2 separate regions of the Mus musculus genome follow, and region 2 is linked to region 1. The links are chromatin contacts, called in public HiChIP or PLAC-seq maps. All regions are on one chromosome and are shown on one strand. Each heading gives the region's core, a stretch centred on a gene start, on an enhancer-like site or on the middle of the called end of the contact. The rest is flanking DNA. Distances are from core to core; before and after follow the strand shown.

What was found. HiChIP or PLAC-seq counts read pairs in DNA pulled down with a chosen protein or histone mark.
Region 2: an H3K27ac HiChIP or PLAC-seq map of microglia shows a contact between it and region 1, with 4 times the contacts expected there. The contact joins the promoter of Ugt1a7c here to the enhancer-like site in region 1. A contact is called at or near these places in 2 of 39 promoter capture datasets (macrophages and neutrophils), 2 of 115 datasets of contacts at active chromatin or transcription factors (acute myeloid leukemia and microglia) and 3 of 9 other capture datasets (adipose tissue, macrophages and pancreatic islet).

Annotation. Positions count from the first base shown.
Region 1 is chr1:87,877,879-87,882,536 of GRCm38.p6, forward strand. It overlaps Dgkd (diacylglycerol kinase, delta), which reads left to right. Exons shown (of 30, transcript NM_177646.3): 2 at 2,490-2,600; 3 at 3,981-4,061. Among named protein-coding and RNA genes, the nearest start is that of Gm19582, 26 kb to the left of the region's middle. Within about 2 kb of position 2,048, at least 145 of the 459 cell types and tissues checked have an H3K27ac peak or open chromatin away from gene starts, as enhancers often do. A contact at or near this core is called in adipose tissue and microglia, where this site is marked.
Region 2 is chr1:88,091,385-88,096,380 of GRCm38.p6, forward strand. Ugt1a7c (UDP glucuronosyltransferase 1 family, polypeptide A7C) reads left to right here and starts at 3,617. Exons shown (of 5, transcript NM_201642.4): 1 at 3,617-4,594. The coding sequence starts at 3,737. All of the region lies in intron 1 of Ugt1a10 (UDP glycosyltransferase 1 family, polypeptide A10), which reads left to right. All of the region lies in intron 1 of Ugt1a9 (UDP glucuronosyltransferase 1 family, polypeptide A9), which reads left to right. All of the region lies in intron 1 of Ugt1a8 (UDP glucuronosyltransferase 1 family, polypeptide A8), which reads left to right.

The sequences.
Region 1 (4,658 bases), core at 798-3,297:
TCCTTTGCAAAATCTAGCATGTGGTTTCAGGGTGCAGTTTTCTTGACCACTTTTAAAAGTTAATTGTCTTAGACCGAGTTTTTAAAAATATCCTGTAGCATATCTGTAGTACTCAGAGTGCGAATCAGAAGACAAATGCTGTTTCTGAGAAAGCTTCAAAGAAATAACTGGTTTTTATCTTTCTCCATCCTTTTCCGCTGCAAACCCACCAGGGTCTCCTTCTGAGCATGCTTGTTCTATAAATAGAACAGCAGGTCTCTTTGGGCAGCCCAGGCTTGCAGGCTCTGGTCTACTTACTGAAACATATTTTTGTGACTGTGTGTGCTTGTCTGTGTATATGGGTGATGGCGTAGATTGTGTTTTAATTTTGCTTTTTTTCCTCTTTTGTAAGAAAAACTAGCAGCAGATACAAAAATACTTTTGTATCTCTTCTTTAATGATAATTTGTAACTTTTCTGGGTTGACCTGTTGGTTTTGTGGCCTTATTTTTATTTTAAAATTTGTACTTAGGAAAGAAATGGAAGCAATTTCTTCCCCTTCCAAGGTAAGGAAGCTGAGTTGGGGTGAGGAGGGCTCTAAGTGAGTCCTTTAATGTCCACAGGAGAGGGTCTCTGTGTGTGCTTCAGGCATGCGTGGATGGTTATGTACAGATGTATTTAACAGGAATGCCATCCATGCAAGCTTGGAACTGGAAAGGGCACTCAGAATCAAAGCTGGTTCTAGCTCCTCCATACTGCAGATTGGATTGTGTCCTGGCCTTAGGTCCTTGTTTTGCTGTAGTGGCAGTAGCTGGATGTGCTTCTTCCTTGGTTTGTGGCATCATGCTATGTTTCCCTTGATATTTTTTAACTGCCTGGAAATAGGCTAAGTGGTGCTTTCAGAAGTAAGAGGTGAAGGTAAATTCTCAAGAGGGCAGCTGGTATAGTACCAGGTAGGATCCACAGAGTACATTCTAGTGAGCCTGTGAATAAATGTGAGCACGTGCACCCCGCCTGGCTGGTTAGAAGGTGCCTAAGGAAGATGCCTTGTGTCAGAAGGAGGAGAGGAAATCTCAGGCACCATATAATGGCCTGTGCTCTGCTGGTCTGTGGACCCCAAACCTGGTTTTGTGTGTTTAAGGAGTGAAGGAGCTGGGGTTTGGTTTAATATTTTTCTCTCTCTCTATCTTTCTTCCCTGAGATACAGGATGGTGGAAACTTAGTTATACAGTGTGCTGTCTTTTTATTTTGGCACGATTGGATGACCCAAGGTTTCTGTGTCTTGTTTACTCTGGTTTTATGTTAGGAAGTTTAAAGTATCCTTAAATGCCAGGTGGTGGTGGTGGTGCATGCTTTTAATCCCAGCACTTGGGAGGCAGAGACAGGTGGATTTTATGAGTTTCAGGGCAGTCTAGTGTACAGAGCAAGTTCCAAGACAGCCAGGGCTACACAGAAACCCTGTCCCGAAAAACCAAGAAAACCCCTGCCTCGAAAAACTTAAAAAAAAAATTCAGATGTCTAGGTGCTTCATACATACACTATTTCAAAAGTTGTTTACAGGGCAAAGCTGTATAACTGTAGTATAAGGAAAGTGCTGAATATGGAGTTGAGTTCTTATTCTTCTGGACATTATTTATTGTTGTTATTTTTTTTTTTTTTTCTTTGCAGTGCTGGGGATGGAACCCTGGGCCTTGAGTGTGCTAGACAAACATTCTATACTGAGCTATACCAGGCCTGTTATTAGTGTTGACTGCATTGCTGACTCTGAGTGGTTCAGGGCATCTTGCCATTCCTTGAGTGTTTGATTTTCATGTAGTAAGTTAGGATCAGTGTTCACTGGGAGCCAAGTACATGGGACCATGCTCTGACTTGCTGTTATCTGAGCAGGGGAAGTTCTCTAGGGAGAAGGGAATATTTCCTGTAGTATAATGGGCTTGTCAGTATCATGGGGGTGGGGGAGTGGGGAATAGAGAGGACAGAGATGAGTGTCAGATGCCTATGTTGACCTCAGAACCATGCACAGGGCTGAGTAGAACACAGGCCTAGAGCCACACTGAAACTCAGAGCAGTGAACGTGAACAGTTTTGGCAACAAGATCCTGAGAAATGGCAGGAGGCCAGAGAACACGAAGGCAGGGCCAAGAATAGCTGAAAATTACCAAATGCTGAAGCTGGAGAATGCACTGGTCTTTGTTGTCCCCCAGCTGCTACTTCCTGGAGTCCCTCGAACCTCAGTTTCTCCTTTGCTAATCTGTTGGGCATAGTTAGGAAACACCTTGAGTCTCTAAGGCCTGTTCTGTTAGAGAAATGGTATACCCCTTGCTTCTCCCTTGGCAGCACAGTGCTTATATGGCCAGTGTTGAGGTCAAGGTCTGTGAGAGAACAAGAACTGTTCTTCTGGTAGGCTGCTTGGCCCCTTAGGGGCACAACCTTGTTCATCAGTCACAACAGGCTGTTTCAGGGCAATGGGCACCTCAGAAATGCAGCTCACAGTGTGCTTTTGTGCTTTCAGACCATCCTCAAAGAAGGCATGCTGACCAAACAGAACAACTCGTTCCAGCGATCCAAGAGGAGGTACTTTAAGCTTCGAGGGCGAACACTTTACTATGCTAAAACTGCAAAGGTGAGGCACTGTTAGAGGACCTCCTCAGGAGCCTCATTAGGAGCTCAGTACTCATGCACAGGATAAATACTTGCATACCAGTTATTTCCTGGTAGGGTTGTTTGTTGTTTGTTCGTCTGTTCGTTTTGGTCATGTTGGAATTGAACACAGAGCCTTGGATGTGGTATTCACAGTCTACCACTGAACTATAGCCCCATCTCATCTGGCTTGTAATAAATAGTAGGTGTCAGATTTTATTTGTCACTAAGCATGCTTTATTTTTCATAAAAATTATTTCTGTTCCTTTCCCCTTTCTCTGAAAATGGAAAAATGGTCACATAACTAACTCTATTACAGTTAGCTTCCTTTCAGAAAGATGGGAACCACAGGCTCGTGAATCTTTTTTATGGGCTAAGAGCTACTCTGGTCATCGGGCATCTTAGTGTGTGAACAAAAATATGTAGGTCTTTATCTCTAGGCTTCCCAGCTGCTGGCCCTGGGTGGTGAGTTCCTGCCCTGTTAAGACTCAAAGCTGGACTCCTTAGGCAGGTGTCAGAGGAGCAGCTGGGATGTTGCTGTCAACTTCAAACCCCAGTGTGCAGGCTGGAAGGCCTAACATGGCTCAGTGTTGGTGGCAGTTCTAATACTCGGGCAAAAAGAAAAGTCTGGAATGATAAGCATCCCTAGAGAGTTAGTGTGCTGAAATGAGGAATGGAGCAAGGCAGCATGGCTAGAAGGGTTCTCACCACAGCCATGGCTATTTTAGTCCTATTGGTGGGGGTGGGGAAGGTTTTCTTAGTTGTTAGTCTTTCTTTCAGGGATTCCAGATAGAGTCATCTTAGAATAGAGGGCACAGTGAAATAAACTGGAGGTAGGGGCTGTGGCTTGGACGTTAGTGGGGAGAGGAATAGAGGCAGCCCCTAGAACTGGCTGGACTCTGCAGGACTGAATTCCTCATGCTCTATTCCTTGGCTTTCTTTATGGTGGTATGGGTTATTCTCATGGGGTCTGTCTCTTGTCCCTATAGTATTTGTTTTAGTTGGAACTTTTTTCCAATTATTTTGCTGGAGAAACCCAAACCAGAGGGATCCTCTAACTCTGGATCCTGACTGGCTGTCTCATACCTAATCTGGAAGCACAAGAAAGAAAGGTCAGCATTGGTATACATACCCACTAATGAACTCTGGAGTGAAAGCCACAGACTACCTGTGATCCATGCTCTTTGGGAGAGGCAGGCAGACAGGTGGTTGCATGAATTTCGCATGGTGTATTGATCAGATGTTGAGGTTTCAAGGAACCTGAGCTTGTAGGTGTGGGTAGGGAGAATCTGGGCAGCACCACCAGTGCTTGGATGTGCTTGCCCTGGCTTGCCTGAAATCCTCTGTTTGCATCTCTCTCCAGTCGATTATATTTGATGAGGTAGACCTGACTGATGCCAGCGTAGCAGAATCCAGCACCAAAAATGTCAACAACAGTTTTACGGTAAGATTCTAAGCCACACCCTTATCCTTCTCCAAGGCTGCATTTCTTTCTCGTTGGAATGTGGCATGAAGTACTTCAGAGTTTCTCATCCCCTTCATGATGAATTTCTGGTAAATGTTGGATTTCATGCTGAAAGCAGTACTGTGGCTGGAGAATAATCAGAACATGGTAATGTAAGCACAAAGCAAGAAGGTCCAAATGAAATGTTTTTAATGTTGCTGCTTATACATTAACATTTTTGTACAGAAGCTTGGTTGCTTCTTTCTTTCTCTTTCCCTCTTTCTTTCCCTCTCTTTCCCTCTTTCTTTCCCTCTTTCTTTCCCTCTCTTTCCCTCTCTTTCCCCCTTTCCCTCTTTCTCTCTTTCTCTCTTTCTCTCCCTCTCCTTCCTTCTTTTTCTTTTTTTTTTTGTTTTTGAGGCAGGGTCACTCTATATAGTTCTGGTTTCCCTGGAACTAGCTGTTCCAGGCTGGTGTTTGAACTCACAGAGAACTGCCTGTCTCTGCTTCCCAAGTACTGGGATTAAAGATGTATAAAGGGTTACATCACCACACCTGGCTTATTTTTATGGTAATTTGGGAAAACCAGAAAAGCTTATA
Region 2 (4,996 bases), core at 2,367-4,866, 220 kb after region 1:
TACACTTCCACATTGCTGTTCATCACCAAAGGAAGTCAGAATAGGAACTCACACAGGGCAGGAACTTGGGGGCAGGAGCTGATGCAGAGGCCATGGAGGGGTGCTGCTTACTGGCTTGCTTCCCCTGGCTTGTTCAGCTTGCTTTCTTATAGAACCCAGGACTACCAGCCCAGGGATGGCACCATGCACCCTCCCACCCTTGACACTAATTGAGAAAATGCCTTACAGCCGGATCTCATGGAGGCATTTCCTCAAGGGAGGCTCCTTTTTCTGTGATAACTCCAATTTGTGTCAAGTTGACACACAAAACCAGCCAGTACACAAATTGTGTTGGTGAGTCACATGATATAGTCTCCCTTACAACTTAAAAATGGTTTTGTTGAGGCAGCTCAGCAGCTGGGAGCTGTTGCTGCTTCTGCAGAGGACCCAGGCTTCCTTCCCAACCCCCATGTCAGGCTGTTCACAACCAACTGTAACTTCATCTCCAAAAAAACTAACACCTGATTTTGGCCACTGTGGGTACCTTCACAAGCCTGTGCACACACCCATAGCGACATACATATACTCATAATTAAAAATAAATCCTTGAAAATTGTTCTGCTGAGCTCCACAAATGAAAACAAACAAACATCAGGGCAGTGTGCATATTACATAAAATGCTTTCATTAACTGGAGAAATTCTGGTTTGTTTGGATATTGTCTCTTTGGTCTGGAAAATATTTCTATTTTACATATTTAGATTTCATTTCATTCCAGCCATAGACTTTTGTACTTAAAAACTGTATGTTGTAGACAAACTTTATCTTCATCATTAAAATGTATTTTTAGGCTTTTGTTATTTAAAGTTGTGGGTTACAGGTTAGTTTATTTTGGTTTTGAAGTGGTTAAAGTATACCTTTGTCTTTTTATATTCTGCCTAACCATGCTACTAAGTAAGTTTCTTTATTAGTGAATAAGATTTATTGGGTACACATACAACATGCCAAAGGCCCTATCATTATGGTACAAATTATTTTGGAATATGTGCCCCTGCCCTGGCTGGTTGGATCAATTTGCTATCAGTTGGAGTTACCTGAGAAAAGGGAACCACCACTGAGAAATGACTTCCCTAAGACTGGCCTTAGGCAAGCCTGTGCTGCATTTTCTTCACTGGTGACCAGTCAGGCAGGGCCCAGGCCATGGGAGGTGTGGTTCTGGGTTGTAGCAGGAAGGAGGCTGAAGAAGCCATGAGGATCAAGCCAGTTAAGAGCATTCATCCTTGGCTTCTGCTGCAGTTATGGCCTCCAGATTCCTGGCTGGATTTCCCACCCTATCTACCTTTACAGATACTGTACCCTGAGAGTGGAAAGCTAAAACAAAACAAAACAAAACAAAACAAAACAAAACAAAACAAAACAAAACAAAACCCTTTCCTTGCCAAGTTGCTTTTGGTCATGGTCTTTTGTCACAGCCACAGAAGCCCTAACTAAGGCAGCCTAAAGACTTTAGAATGAGCGGCTGCTTTGAGTTCTTTTATTTAGGATTCAGGTGAATTCAGGTCCACCACTCCTTTTCTTTCTCTGGATATGTTTTACAACAGCAAACCTGTACACTTTAATTCTTACTAATTTATGACTAGCATTTTAAAAGACTTTGTTTATCTTTAAAACAATAATAGAATAGAACAGAAAGATGCTTACTTGGAATCATTTGTGTAAAATGTATATAACACTTTATCAAGTAAAATACATGCATTCATTAACAACATAGTTTTCGAAACTTGTCAGAATGAAAAATATGTTTAATATTAAAATAGTTGGTATAACAACAAACTATACATATCGTCATAATCACTGAAAATAATTCATGGGGCTGGAGATGTGATTCAGTAGTTGAGAATAACACTCACTTCTCAGAAGAACCCAGATTTAATTCCCAGCAACCACCTCGAAACTTGTAAAGTAACTCCAGGCCCACAGATTTCTTCTGGTCTCTATGGACACTGCATGCATGCGGTGCACATACATATGTGGAGGCAAAACACACACACACACACACATAAATAAATAATACCTAAAAATCTACAAAATACTCTGTGATATACCCAACTTTGAAAATTTTAAATAAATGTTATTAATTTAAAATCCATGTAAATATGCCAAGGGTGACTGGTGGTGCATGCTTTTCATCCCGGCACTCATGAGGCTGAGTGTGCTGGATATCTGAGTTCAACATCAGCCTGGTCTACAGAGGGAGTTCCACGGTAGCCAGGGCTATACAGAGAAACCCTGTCCCAAACAAGCAAAGCAAAGCAAAACAAAACAAAACAAAACAAAACAAACAAACAAACAACAAATAAAAAACCCCAAAACCAAAATTCAAAACAAAAACCAAAACCTTGCAGATAAATCAAAACATCACATAGTGAAGTTAACCAGACCCAGTGTCTATGCAGCTCAAGGGTCTTCTGTCTACTTAGAGCAACTCTTCTGAACCATGCTGTGCTGAGAGTCAAAGGCTTTGTTGTAGGTGAGTATTTGTCTCACATTCTTGTGTATTTGGTGAATGAGAGATTTCCAACCAATTGATGGGAAAGGGAGACAGTGGTATTTCTGAATATTAGCAACTCCAGTGTCAGGACTTTCAAATTCAAGTGTTGTTCTCCTGTCCTGGCAAAATCAGGCAGGAGATGGGGGTGGTTACAAAATGCAAGCAGAACCCACAAGATGTCGTGCCCAGCACCAGGAAGAGTACACTAAACAGAAGTAAAAATAGCTTCAGAGAGGATGTGGAGGCCAGGCAGTAATGGAGGCCTGGAGGGAAATTAAAATGCTACCGCCCCGTGTAGAGGTGTCTAATAGTTTCTTAGCAGTGAGCACCAGAACTTCCTCCTGAGCTAGCAGCCTTAATCCCAGTTGAAGGACTTGAGATCAATTCCTGAGAGGACCCAGCATGTGGTGCTGATGGCAGCACTGTTCAAAGTAGCCACAAGGTGGAAGCAACCCTGCAGATGCTGCAGTGCCATGGGAGACAGAGCCATTGCTCTGTGGAGAAGGTCCCTGGGCTACTGAGGGGCATCACCGGAGAGCTCTCTCTGCTTCTTCATAGAGAATGTCTGCCTATGGCTTCCAGTGACTCAGAGGGGATTTTGTAAGGAGGTTGATGTCACCTTCCTTCCCGTCCCTGGATTGGTCTGTGAAGATGGTTGTCAGCCTAGCGTCAGCAAGGCACATGAAAGTGTTTGAAAATGGAACAAGAATCCCACTGTGTGCACAGAGACAGCAGCCCTGCTCTCTGGCAGAGTTGATTCTCTGTCTCTTGGGAGGACAGGCTCTAGAACTTCCCCTTTTGCCTTGGAAGCAGAGGCAGAATATCTCTTTGAAACAGAGTCAGTCAGGTCACCTAAAAATGTGTTCAGATTTTGCTTTGAGATCAATCCTAGAAATGTAAGCTGCTTTGAAACTTGCTTCCTTTTGTATAAGCATTTGGACTCCTTAGGGTTTAGTGTATTTCCTCATAACTATTTCTAAGCTCACATTGTGTGATTCTACCCCCCAAAAAGGGTCAGAAGGTCTTCTCCTCAGGAAACAAGCATGTTCCTTAATCATGCTTGCTCATTTTTTACTGTTCTCCTCAGTAAATCATTCTCCTAAACGGCTGTGAGCACACACCCTCCTGCGTAGATTTCTCTCTGGCTCACACTTCCTCTTCAGTGCTGAGTCTCAGCAGCTGGATTGCCTTAGGCTGCACTTCTGCCATGGCTCCTGCAGACTTTCCAGCCTCCCTTCCTCTCTGTGTGTGCCTGCTGCTGGCCTCTGGCTTGGCCCAGGCAGGCAGGCTGCTGGTGGTGCCCATGGATGGGAGCCACTGGTTTACGATGCAGACGGTTGTGGAGAAACTCCTTCACAAAGGCCATGAGGTCGTAGTGGTTGTTCCGGAGGTGAGTTGGCAGCTGACGAAACCATTGAATTTTGTAGTGAAAACATATGCAGTTTCTCATACGCAGGAGGATTTAAACCGGGAGTTCAAGATTTTTATTGATGCACAATGGAAAAGTCAGCAGGAGGGAGGAATACTTCCTCTGCTTGATTCTCCAGCCAAAGGTTTCTTCGAATTACTGTTTTCACACTGTAGGAGTTTGTTTAACGACAAGAAGTTAGTGGAATACTTGAAGCAGACTTCTTTTGATGCTGTGTTTCTGGATCCTTTCGATGTGTGCGGCTTAACTGTAGCCAAGTACTTTTCTCTCCCATCCGTGGTCTTCAGCAGAGGAATATTTTGTCATTATCTTGAAGATGCTGCCCAGTGCCCCAGTCCTCCTTCTTATATCCCCAGAATGCTCTTAAAATTCACAGACACCATGACTTTCAAGGAAAGAACTCGGAACCTTTTGGCCTACATGGGGGAGCGTGCATTTTGTCATAAGTTTTTCAAAAGTGCTGCAGATATTGCCTCTGAAGTTCTCCAGACCCCAGTGACTATGACAGACCTCTTCAGCCCAGTGTCCATTTGGTTGTTACGCACAGACTTTGTCTTGGAGTTCCCCAGACCTGTGATGCCCAATGTGATCTACATTGGTGGAATCAACTGCCACCAGGGAAAGCCACTTTCCAAGGTACACCATCTTCCCTTTAGCACATGATGAGGTAGACTTTGGATGATGAAGTTATTCCTTGCTGGACTGTGGTTTGGCATGTATGTTCTTCTTTTTCAGTTCTTTTGATGGATTACTTTTAACCATTCACACTTAACTGTGCGTTTGTACAGCTGATAAATCTTGCTTATGGATGTGTGTACCGTTGACATTCTTATTTATTTATTTATTTATTTATTTTTTTATTTTTTTTGGTTTTTAGAGACAGGGTTTCTCTGTATAGCCCTGGCTGTCCTGGAGCTCACTTTGTAGACCAGGCTGGCCTCCAACTCAGAAATTCGCCTGCCTCTGTGCTTTTATCCCGTGTGCTGGGATTAAAGGCATGCGCCACCATTTATAATCTCATTTATAATCACCAGCCTG